3 separate regions of the Sus scrofa genome follow, and all the other regions are linked to region 1. A link is a contact called in public HiChIP or PLAC-seq data. All regions are on one chromosome and are shown on one strand. Each heading gives the region's core, a stretch centred on a gene start, on an enhancer-like site or on the middle of the called end of the contact. The rest is flanking DNA. Distances are from core to core; before and after follow the strand shown. Region 1 overlaps CDK17 (cyclin-dependent kinase 17). Region 2 overlaps LOC110260790 (a long non-coding RNA gene). Region 3 overlaps CFAP54 (cilia- and flagella-associated protein 54).

Region 1 (2,793 bases), core at 210-2,709:
ACACCAAGCTCCAGAAGAAAAAGTGAAAGTCAAAATAAGAAGTTTCAAATGTCTATTCAATACTAGATACTTTTCGTTGTTATCTCTTTCTTACTCTTCCTAATCCTAAAGAGCAGCCTATGCTATCCCACTTTCACAAATAAGCAAACAGGTTCAAAGAAGTTTCCTGACCAAAGGCAAACAACGATAAAACTGAAATTTAAAAAAACAAGATGACACTGACATTTCCTCCCAAAATTTTAACATCTCTGAAGTTATTTAGGATGTTACCAAAATTAATGGAATGTCAATTATAATGGACAGTTTTCTTTTTTCTAGTACACACACCAATGGTATAATTAATGGTGGAATCTTACATATTATCCAAGTATTAGCTGCCAAACCAATTCCGTGACAATTTACCCATAACTTCCTTTCTAATTCACTATCTTCATTGTGGTGAGCTAGTTTACCAGGTTATCAAACATATTATAACCATTAGTCCAAATAAGGGTAAGGCTCTTCTAACTCCCCTATGTTAGATGTTTTACCATCCAGCTCTGGGTATCTAGTTTGAAACTGTATTTTGATTATTTTCTCATTCTAGAGCTCTATTCTAAGTAGCTGAGTACGCTGACTTCTACATAAGGTATTTACTATGAATAATTTTTGTCTGTTCAAAGGCTGGGGGGAGGATATCAAGTACAAATTCATAAGTGATAATATTTTACCAACTCTGTTTTAGATACTTACTTAAAGATTAATGAATGCTGCTGAATAGTTTCAACTAATCTTTCTACTAAACATAGTTTCAACTAATCCTCTTTTCAGCTGTGTCTAAACTGTAGTCAAACCCATTTACTGGGTTCTTAATTTCAGTTAAACATATTTTTTAGCCCTAGAATTTCTATTTGATCCCTTTCTATATAGATGCAAGTTCTCCAGTGAAAATTTCCACCTCGCCATCTATTTTCATGATTAGGTTAGTGACAGTTTTTAAAGCTCCTGTCTGTAACTCCAGAATTACGTAACCTATGAATAACCTGAATAGCCTGTTTCTCTGTTCATTTTTCCATGTTGGTCCTATTGCATGCATAGTAATTTTTTTACTGACTGCATGAAAATATGTATGAAAAAGTATATAGACTCTGGATGATGTTTTTTTCTTCCAAAGAGGATTTATTTTTTCTTTAGCAGTCACAGTAAAAGCAGATCATGTCGGGCCAAACAGGAACAGAGCCAGCTTGAGACTGAGTTTCAGATACTGTAAAGATTGGCTACTTCTGGTTTGGTCCTGCTCCTATGGCATGGCCTTTCAAATGATTCCAACTGCAAACCTAGGACTAGAACAACAAAAAGTACTGAAAACTCCACTCAACTTTCTTAGTTCCTTTTTGCTCATCTCTCATATACCAGTCAACTTTTATACACTTACGCAAAAGAGCTTAAGAGTTGGAAAATAACTTCAAGAGGAAACACAGCACAGAATATGTCTATCTCTCTTTCTCCTGGATCTTTAATCCTCAAGTCTTGACTGAGCAGCTCTACAATGCTTTCAAACTATATTTCCCCTAGTCTGATACAAATTCGTCCCATCATAGGCAGAAATGGAGGTTCAGATGTGGATTAGAAAAGATAACATACATTTTAGCAAGCAAGGTGAATTTACAGGAGGCAGTCAGTAAACTATAAGAGTTGATTCCTGGAGTTCCCATTGTGGCTCAGCGGCAATGAATCTGACTAGTATCCATGAGGATGCAGGTTTGATCCCTGGCCTTGCTCAGTGGGTTAAGAATCTGGTGTTGCTATGAGCTGTAGTATAGCTGCAGACAGGGCCTGGATCCGGAATGGCTGTGGCTGTGGTGTAGGCTGGCAGCTGCAGCTCTGATTCGACCCCTAGCCTGGGAACTTACATATGCTGCACCTGTGGCCCTAAAAAACAAACAAACAAAAAAGTTCATTCCAACTAAGAAACCTGTAACTACAAAGCTGTCCTAAATGCTAGATTTTTCACTTCTCAGAGTCACTCTTTATATAGCTCTACATTGTCAGTAACCTGTGCCATTTCTTTAAAACATATTAGATACTTAAGGTGAACTGAGCTTTTGCCAATCTCACTTACCCTTTTGTTTTTGTAAGAATTTATCCTAGAGACATCCTCCTTGGTGAGGCTCCAGAATCACCCTGTACAGTACAGGAAAGCTCTGCAAGCTTGGGGGGTGCAAACTCTACACATTCCAAAGAAAGGAATCACCTGAGAGGGCTCCTAGGCGATAACCTCTGACCCCTTGCAATATCCTGCCTGATAAGTTTCTTTGTATACCTGAAATCTTGGGCCACAACAGATAATTTAACAAGGTGAATTATGGTAAATTCCTGTCTTTATGCCAGGGGTTGTGGGCCATACTATATCAGTTTGATCTCTAAGGAGAGAAGGAATAAAGGAAGTTAAAGACAGAGTAACTAAAGACAGTCATGTAGGTACTTCCATCCCTATGCAATTGACCCCATAAAAACTCTGGACCCTAAGATTCAGGCAAGCTTCCCTGGTTGGTACCACTCTGCCATGTTGTCATACAAGACAACTAGAAAAAGGAAGCACTGTTGGGCATTTCTACTAGGAGAGGATAACTGAAAACTTACACCTGGTTTCTCTTGGACTCCACTCTATACACCCTTTCCTCTTTGCTGATTTAAATCTGTATTTTTTTCACTATAATAAAACATAATCATGAGTTTAACAGTTTTTCTCCAATTTGTGTACCCTTTTAGCAAATTATCAAGCCATGAGGATATCCCGGGAACCCCCAAGAT
Region 2 (2,793 bases), core at 151-2,650, 230 kb before region 1:
GCAGACACCCCGAAGGAGCCCCGATAGGCAGCTCCAGGCCCCCGTGGAAGGGGGTGGGGGCGAGACCCCTCGTGCTCCCATCCCAGCACCTGGAAAAGAACCTCTTCTCTTTCAGCCCAACCCTGGGACAGGTGACAGGTGACAGAAGGAGAGGCGCTGTCTGTTTTTCTTTGGGATTACTGCCCTTCTGCTCACCAGCTTTGTCACTGGTGTGCAGAGTCCCCGCTGTAAGAAGGTCTCTTGTGACCCACGCCCAGATCAGCCATGGGGAGGACTCGACTCTTCAGCATGAGGGGTCTCCCGCAGAACGGCCCCATGGAACTTTCTGCGGTGGGGGAAATGTCCTATATTTATGTAGTCTGTTATGGCAGCGTCAGCGACATGTGGGGATGGAGCCATTGAGACGGGACGAGTGCAACTGAGGAACTGAATTTGTGATTCAATCTAATATAATTCGTTACAATTAAATTTTAAGCAGTGACTGGTGTCTGCCCTCTCGCTTCTCTCTCTCTCCCTTCTCCTGCTCTGCCTTCTGCTTATCTCCCGTCTATCCCTCTCCCTTTTGCTAAGATAGCTCCTATGGAATGTGGACTTTCTATGTGTTAAAACCCTTCTAGTCTGGGCCAGTGTCCTAAGCCAGTGAGTCAGTTGAATGTGGCTTCTTTTAGTGAAGAGGAAGATCCTTGATGGTGAATCAAAAATAGAATCGGGAGTTCCCCTCTGGTGCAGCAGAAATGAATCCGACTAGGAACCATGAGGTTGTGGGTTCGATCCCTGGCCTCGCTCAGTGGGTTAAGGATCCCGTGTTGCCGTGAGCTGTGGTGTAGGTTGCAGATGCGCTCAGATGTCCCATTGCTGAGGCTCTGGTGGACGCTGGCAGCTACAGCTCCAGTTAGACCCCTAGCCTGGCAATATGCCACAGGTGCGGCCCTAAAAAGACAAAAGACCAAAAAAAAAAAAAAAAAAAAAAGAATCGATAAAGAATAAAACAATATGCCCACATTTTAAATATTAGTATTTTACACAATTCCTTCAAACTGGTTATCTCTTATTAATAAGAAACTGTAAGGGCAGAGAACATGTCTATAAAGAGTTCTGGAGCCAGAGTGCCCGGTTCAAGGATGCCCGTCTCTCACTTATTAGCTGTGGGCTCTTGGGCACGTTATTGAATTTCTCAGTATTTCAGTTTTCTCCTCTTTAATACAGAGATAATAATACCCAGAGGGTTGTGGCGTAAAGCATAACTCACTGTTTTATGTAAAGCAGTGAGACAGAGCTTGGCACATAGTAGGTATTAATCAGGGTTTGATAATATTCCCTTTGCTGGTCACCCTTCCCTGCACAGGGCAGCCGCTCAAGAGATGTTTGCTGAATGCATGCGCGGCTGCATTAAGTGTGTTGCCACCAGGTGGCGGTAGCGCCTCACTTATAAGGCCTGAACCACCCCCACCCCCCCCCCCAGGGACTGTGCTTTCTTTGAAACGCCCTCCCGAGGTCTCAGGTGCACAGCGTGGAGAAAAGAACTGAACTTCTTCTGCCTCCAGGCCCGCCTTTTTCTCTCATCTCTGCTTTCTTTCTACTGTGATGAACCTTTTCGCTTTTCCCCACTGGATTCCTCTGCTCAGGCTGTCATAACAAAAGACTGGGTGGCTGAAGTGACAGACATCTATTTTCTCACAGCTCTAGAGGCTGGAAGTTCAAGATCAAGGTGTCTCCAGGGCGGGTTTCTGGTGGGGCCTCTCTTGGCTTATGCCCAGCCGCCTTCTCACTGCATCGGCCCCTTCTCTGTGCCTGCGTGGGAAGAGAGACTTTGGTGTCACTTCCTCTTCTTATAAAGTCACCAGTCATGTTAGATTTGGGCCCCACTCTTATAACCCGATTTAACCTGAATTACCTCCCTAAGGGCCCTAAGCTCCATCTACAGTCACACTGGGGTTAGGCCATCAACATATGAATTTGGGGGGGAACACAATTTAGTTGATGATATCACATTTATTTCTAATCTCTATTCTCATACTTCTTATCAGTGTGGCTTTTCTTTCTTATTTCCTGCCATCCCCTCCACCCCACACTCCCCCACCTCTGGCCCCCAACCAGTCCCTCAACCTTTATATGGCTTTTCTAGGGCAGGTTGTAAGCTGAACAACTCTAGAGGGTACCATTCACATCATACTCAGCCTACGTTCATATGGTCCCGCCACGTTGAGACAGGAGGCGGTAGCGTGTCTTGAGGAAGGGGAGTCTTTTTCTAATTCACACCAAGTGCTGGCCCCTCTCATTTCCCTCCATTGTCCTCCTTTCCTCCTCCCATCATTTTCTGCCTTTGGCGTCTCTCCTTCCTTTCTCTCCTCTCCAGGCTGAACCTGCTCCGTGTTCATAAGGAGATGATGCAATTCATTATGCCACGCCTTTGTCCAGAGCCTCAGGGGAGCCAGGCTCGGTGTGAGGGCCAGGCAGTGTGCCCTATCCCTGTATCGTTAGCCCAGCCAGTCCTTCCTCATCCAGGAGGCCAGCACCCAGTGGAGTGAGCCTCCAATGTCCCCGGATCATTCGTGGTCACACTTCCCTTGGCACCTACTTTATGACCCAGCATGGAGCGGAAGCTGGGAGGCACACAGTGTCATGATATAAACTCACATTTACTGGACACCTGCTCTGCACTAACACAGTGCTACTCGCTCTCTGGGGTTACATTTAATCATCAAAACCACGCTCTCCTTTTGTAGAAGCGAGAACTAAACTGCAGAGAAGGTGGCAGAGACTCCTCAGGGTTCCTCATTGACAGGTCTCTTC
Region 3 (2,793 bases), core at 178-2,677, 150 kb after region 1:
GCCTGGCGCAGTGGGCGTTGCTGCAGCTGCAGCATAGGTCACAGTTGTGGCTCTGTCCCTGGCTGGGAATGCCATATGCCACAGGTGCAGCCATTAAAAATAAAATAAAAAGAATACATGTGATGGAAGATAAGAAAAGGAATGTATATATATATATATATGTAAGACTGGGTCACTTTGCGCCAAGACAGCAGAAATTGGTGCAACATCGTACATCAACTATAATTTAATTTTAAATAATGTAAAAATAAAAGAATGTATGGTACACACACAATGGAATATTACGCAGCTATAAAAAAGAATAAAAATTTTGCCATTTGCAACAACATGGATGGGCCTAGAGAGTATTATGCTAAGTGAAAGAAGTGAGAGAGAAAAAGATAAATACCATATGGTCTCACTTAAAAACAGAATCTAAAAAATACAGCAAACTAGCAAATACAACAAAAAAGAAACAGGCTCAGAGATAGAGAACAAATTAGTGATTATCAGTGAGGAGAGGGAAGTGGAGAGGAGCAAGACAGGAAAAGGTGATTAAGAGGTACAAACTACTATATATAAAATAAATAAGCTACAAGGATATATTGTGTGGCAGAGGGAATGTAGTCAATATTTAATAATAACTATAAATGGAATATAACCTTTAAAAATTGAGTCACTGTTGTATATCTGAAACATATATTATAAATCCACTATACCTCAACAAAAAATAATAAAATTAGAAAAGTAAAATCATTAGAAATGCATAGAAAGAGCTTCTATCAGTGCTTGGTACAAAGGAAGCAATACTCTTGACCATAATTACATTTATGAATAATTAGACATTAAACATAAGGCACATTGAAAAGACTTAGCACAGAGAAGTTTTTAAGAATTGTTTGCTGGTCAGTGTAGGTTTCCTGCTGCCTTTGACGATATCATTTGATGTCATGATTTTTTACAGTGCCACCTCTCTGTTTAATATCTGGACCAAATACGCCCCCCGGCTGCCAGCTGCCTATTACAACGAGAAGCTTCTGAAAGTTGGAGATAGCCTTTGTGAAATGAAAGTAAGTGCCTCCAGAGTAACAGGAGCCCACATGAAACTCATTTGACTAATTATTAGTATTATTAGTTTTGGTTTGATACCATTCCTATTTGACACGATTTGATTTTTTTTCCCCTTAGAAAAATAGAAGGGTATACAAATTTTGCTGAGGCACAGTAATCCACAAAGTGTTAGTTTTAAAATTTTGTAGTTGGGATTCTCCAAGGGTGATATATTCCCAAACAGAAAGGCAGTTGGCTGCGGATGGGCGGGAACAGGGGCCCCCAGTGAACAGAGGGTGTGGTGGGCGCCCAACAGGAAATGCTGAGTCATCGTGTTCCTACCTTATACAAAGGAGCCCAGACACCACTTCCTGTTGTTTTTCACATGGCTGGCCCTGCCCAGCAGACGGCTCTCATAGCTCCTGGCCTTGCCCCTGGGTGGGTTGGTGCTCAGTGCCTCGTCTTAATGACTTTCAGCTCCTTCTTAACACTTTCCTCTGTGTGATTACAGCAGGCATTCCCTACATGCTCTGTTTCTTGCTCAGGGTTGTATTCGCACTGGGTCCGTGCCCTATTTGCAGTTGCATCTCCACAGCCAGCTCTCGGATCGCTGTGGGCTCACGGACTTGGTTTGATAAGACTGCACCATGGCTGGGTTTTCAGTTAATGAAAATGTTAGTTTTTCCAGAAAGCTCTGGCACAGGCCCAAATTATTCCAAGTTAAATGAGTGTTTGGCACATGGAGGATCCTTGGACTAAGAGCCATGTTGAACAGAGTGATTTTAGGCCAGACGTGGGCAGTATTCAGTCTGTTACCCCGCCAGGCCTGTTTTCCTGACGCACAAGCAAAGCCAAACCCAAGCAAGCAAGCGGCCCAGATTTGCTGCAGAGAAAGAGTTTCTTCAGACGGCAGTCGAGGGAGGAACCAATCTCGGATCCGCCTCCCGGAACTGAGAGGGCTGAGATGTTTATGAGACAGGCAGAATGGGTCCAGGCCTGGGCGCCAGTGATTTAAGGCAGGGAAAAGGTGAGGTTGTCGGCGTCCCGCGCAGGTGCATCTCGGTTCGGCCTTCCTCTGTGTTGAGAGTGGAGGCACTTAGCCTGATGGGAAGGCGGAGCTTCCCAGCCTCTGACGTCAGGCGGCCCCGCCCGGACACCTGCGCGGCCCAGTTTTAGGGGGGGTGGTCTCGACCAGCCCCAGCTGTTTCGCCCTGGGCCAGAGCCGACTGCGAGTTCCTGCAGAACAGCGAGGCTGCGTGAAGCTGGGAAGGTATGCAAGTAAAGAGAGGAAAAACAAAAAACCAAAAACCCAAGTGAGCTTAAGTAGTGAAGGTAGTTTACAAGCCGAAGGTTATTTTTTAACAAGACTTCTCTTATCTGTTGTTCTGTAAATCAAACTCATGCAGATCTCTTTGTTAACAGGTTCCGTTAAGTCTGTAGGGCATGGTTTCAAGTCTTTTCCCAATCTAGTTTCCCAGCTTCCTTTTTCTCCTGCATTTCTGTTTTATGGACCTGAATACTTTGGGTCTGGGAGGGAAATTTACCACATAGAGGCTAAGAGGTGGAGGAACTTTGTTAATGAAGCAGTACCATCTATTTTCTGCTGCAAAAATTGGAGAATTACCTTAGTTCCGTGTAATTGGACCATGGTTCTTAGAAACTTGAAAATACAGAGTTTGGAAAATTCCAGGAAAAAAATTCAGATGAGGTCCAACTTGTAAGCTAGATTCATGTGAAGTAACAGTTTTGACGAGAATTGAGTGC

What was found. HiChIP or PLAC-seq counts read pairs in DNA pulled down with a chosen protein or histone mark.
Region 2: a contact with region 1 is called in an H3K27ac HiChIP or PLAC-seq map of alveolar macrophages. The contact joins two enhancer-like sites. A contact is called at or near these places in 7 of 47 Hi-C or Micro-C datasets (alveolar macrophages, embryonic fibroblasts, epiblast stem cells and 4 more) and 1 of 2 datasets of contacts at active chromatin or transcription factors (alveolar macrophages).
Region 3: a contact with region 1 is called in an H3K27ac HiChIP or PLAC-seq map of alveolar macrophages. The contact joins two enhancer-like sites. A contact is called at or near these places in 3 of 47 Hi-C or Micro-C datasets (embryonic fibroblasts and retroperitoneal adipose tissue) and 2 of 2 datasets of contacts at active chromatin or transcription factors (alveolar macrophages and skeletal muscle).

Annotation. Positions count from the first base shown.
Region 1 is chr5:87,237,802-87,240,594 of Sscrofa11.1, reverse strand. All of the region lies in intron 1 of CDK17 (cyclin-dependent kinase 17), which reads right to left. Among named protein-coding and RNA genes, the nearest start is that of CDK17, 59 kb to the right of the region's middle. Within about 2 kb of position 1,459, at least 7 of the 83 cell types and tissues checked have an H3K27ac peak or open chromatin away from gene starts, as enhancers often do. A contact at or near this core is called in alveolar macrophages, where this site is marked.
Region 2 is chr5:87,465,063-87,467,855 of Sscrofa11.1, reverse strand. The region is part of intron 2 of LOC110260790 (a long non-coding RNA gene); the gene reads left to right. Among named protein-coding and RNA genes, the nearest start is that of TRNAD-GUC, 20 kb to the left of the region's middle. Within about 2 kb of position 1,400, at least 15 of the 83 cell types and tissues checked have an H3K27ac peak or open chromatin away from gene starts, as enhancers often do. A contact at or near this core is called in alveolar macrophages, where this site is marked.
Region 3 is chr5:87,091,140-87,093,932 of Sscrofa11.1, reverse strand. It overlaps CFAP54 (cilia- and flagella-associated protein 54), which reads left to right. Exons shown (of 68, transcript XM_021092730.1): 2 at 944-1,049. Among named protein-coding and RNA genes, the nearest start is that of CFAP54, 10 kb to the left of the region's middle. Within about 2 kb of position 1,427, at least 32 of the 83 cell types and tissues checked have an H3K27ac peak or open chromatin away from gene starts, as enhancers often do. A contact at or near this core is called in alveolar macrophages, where this site is marked.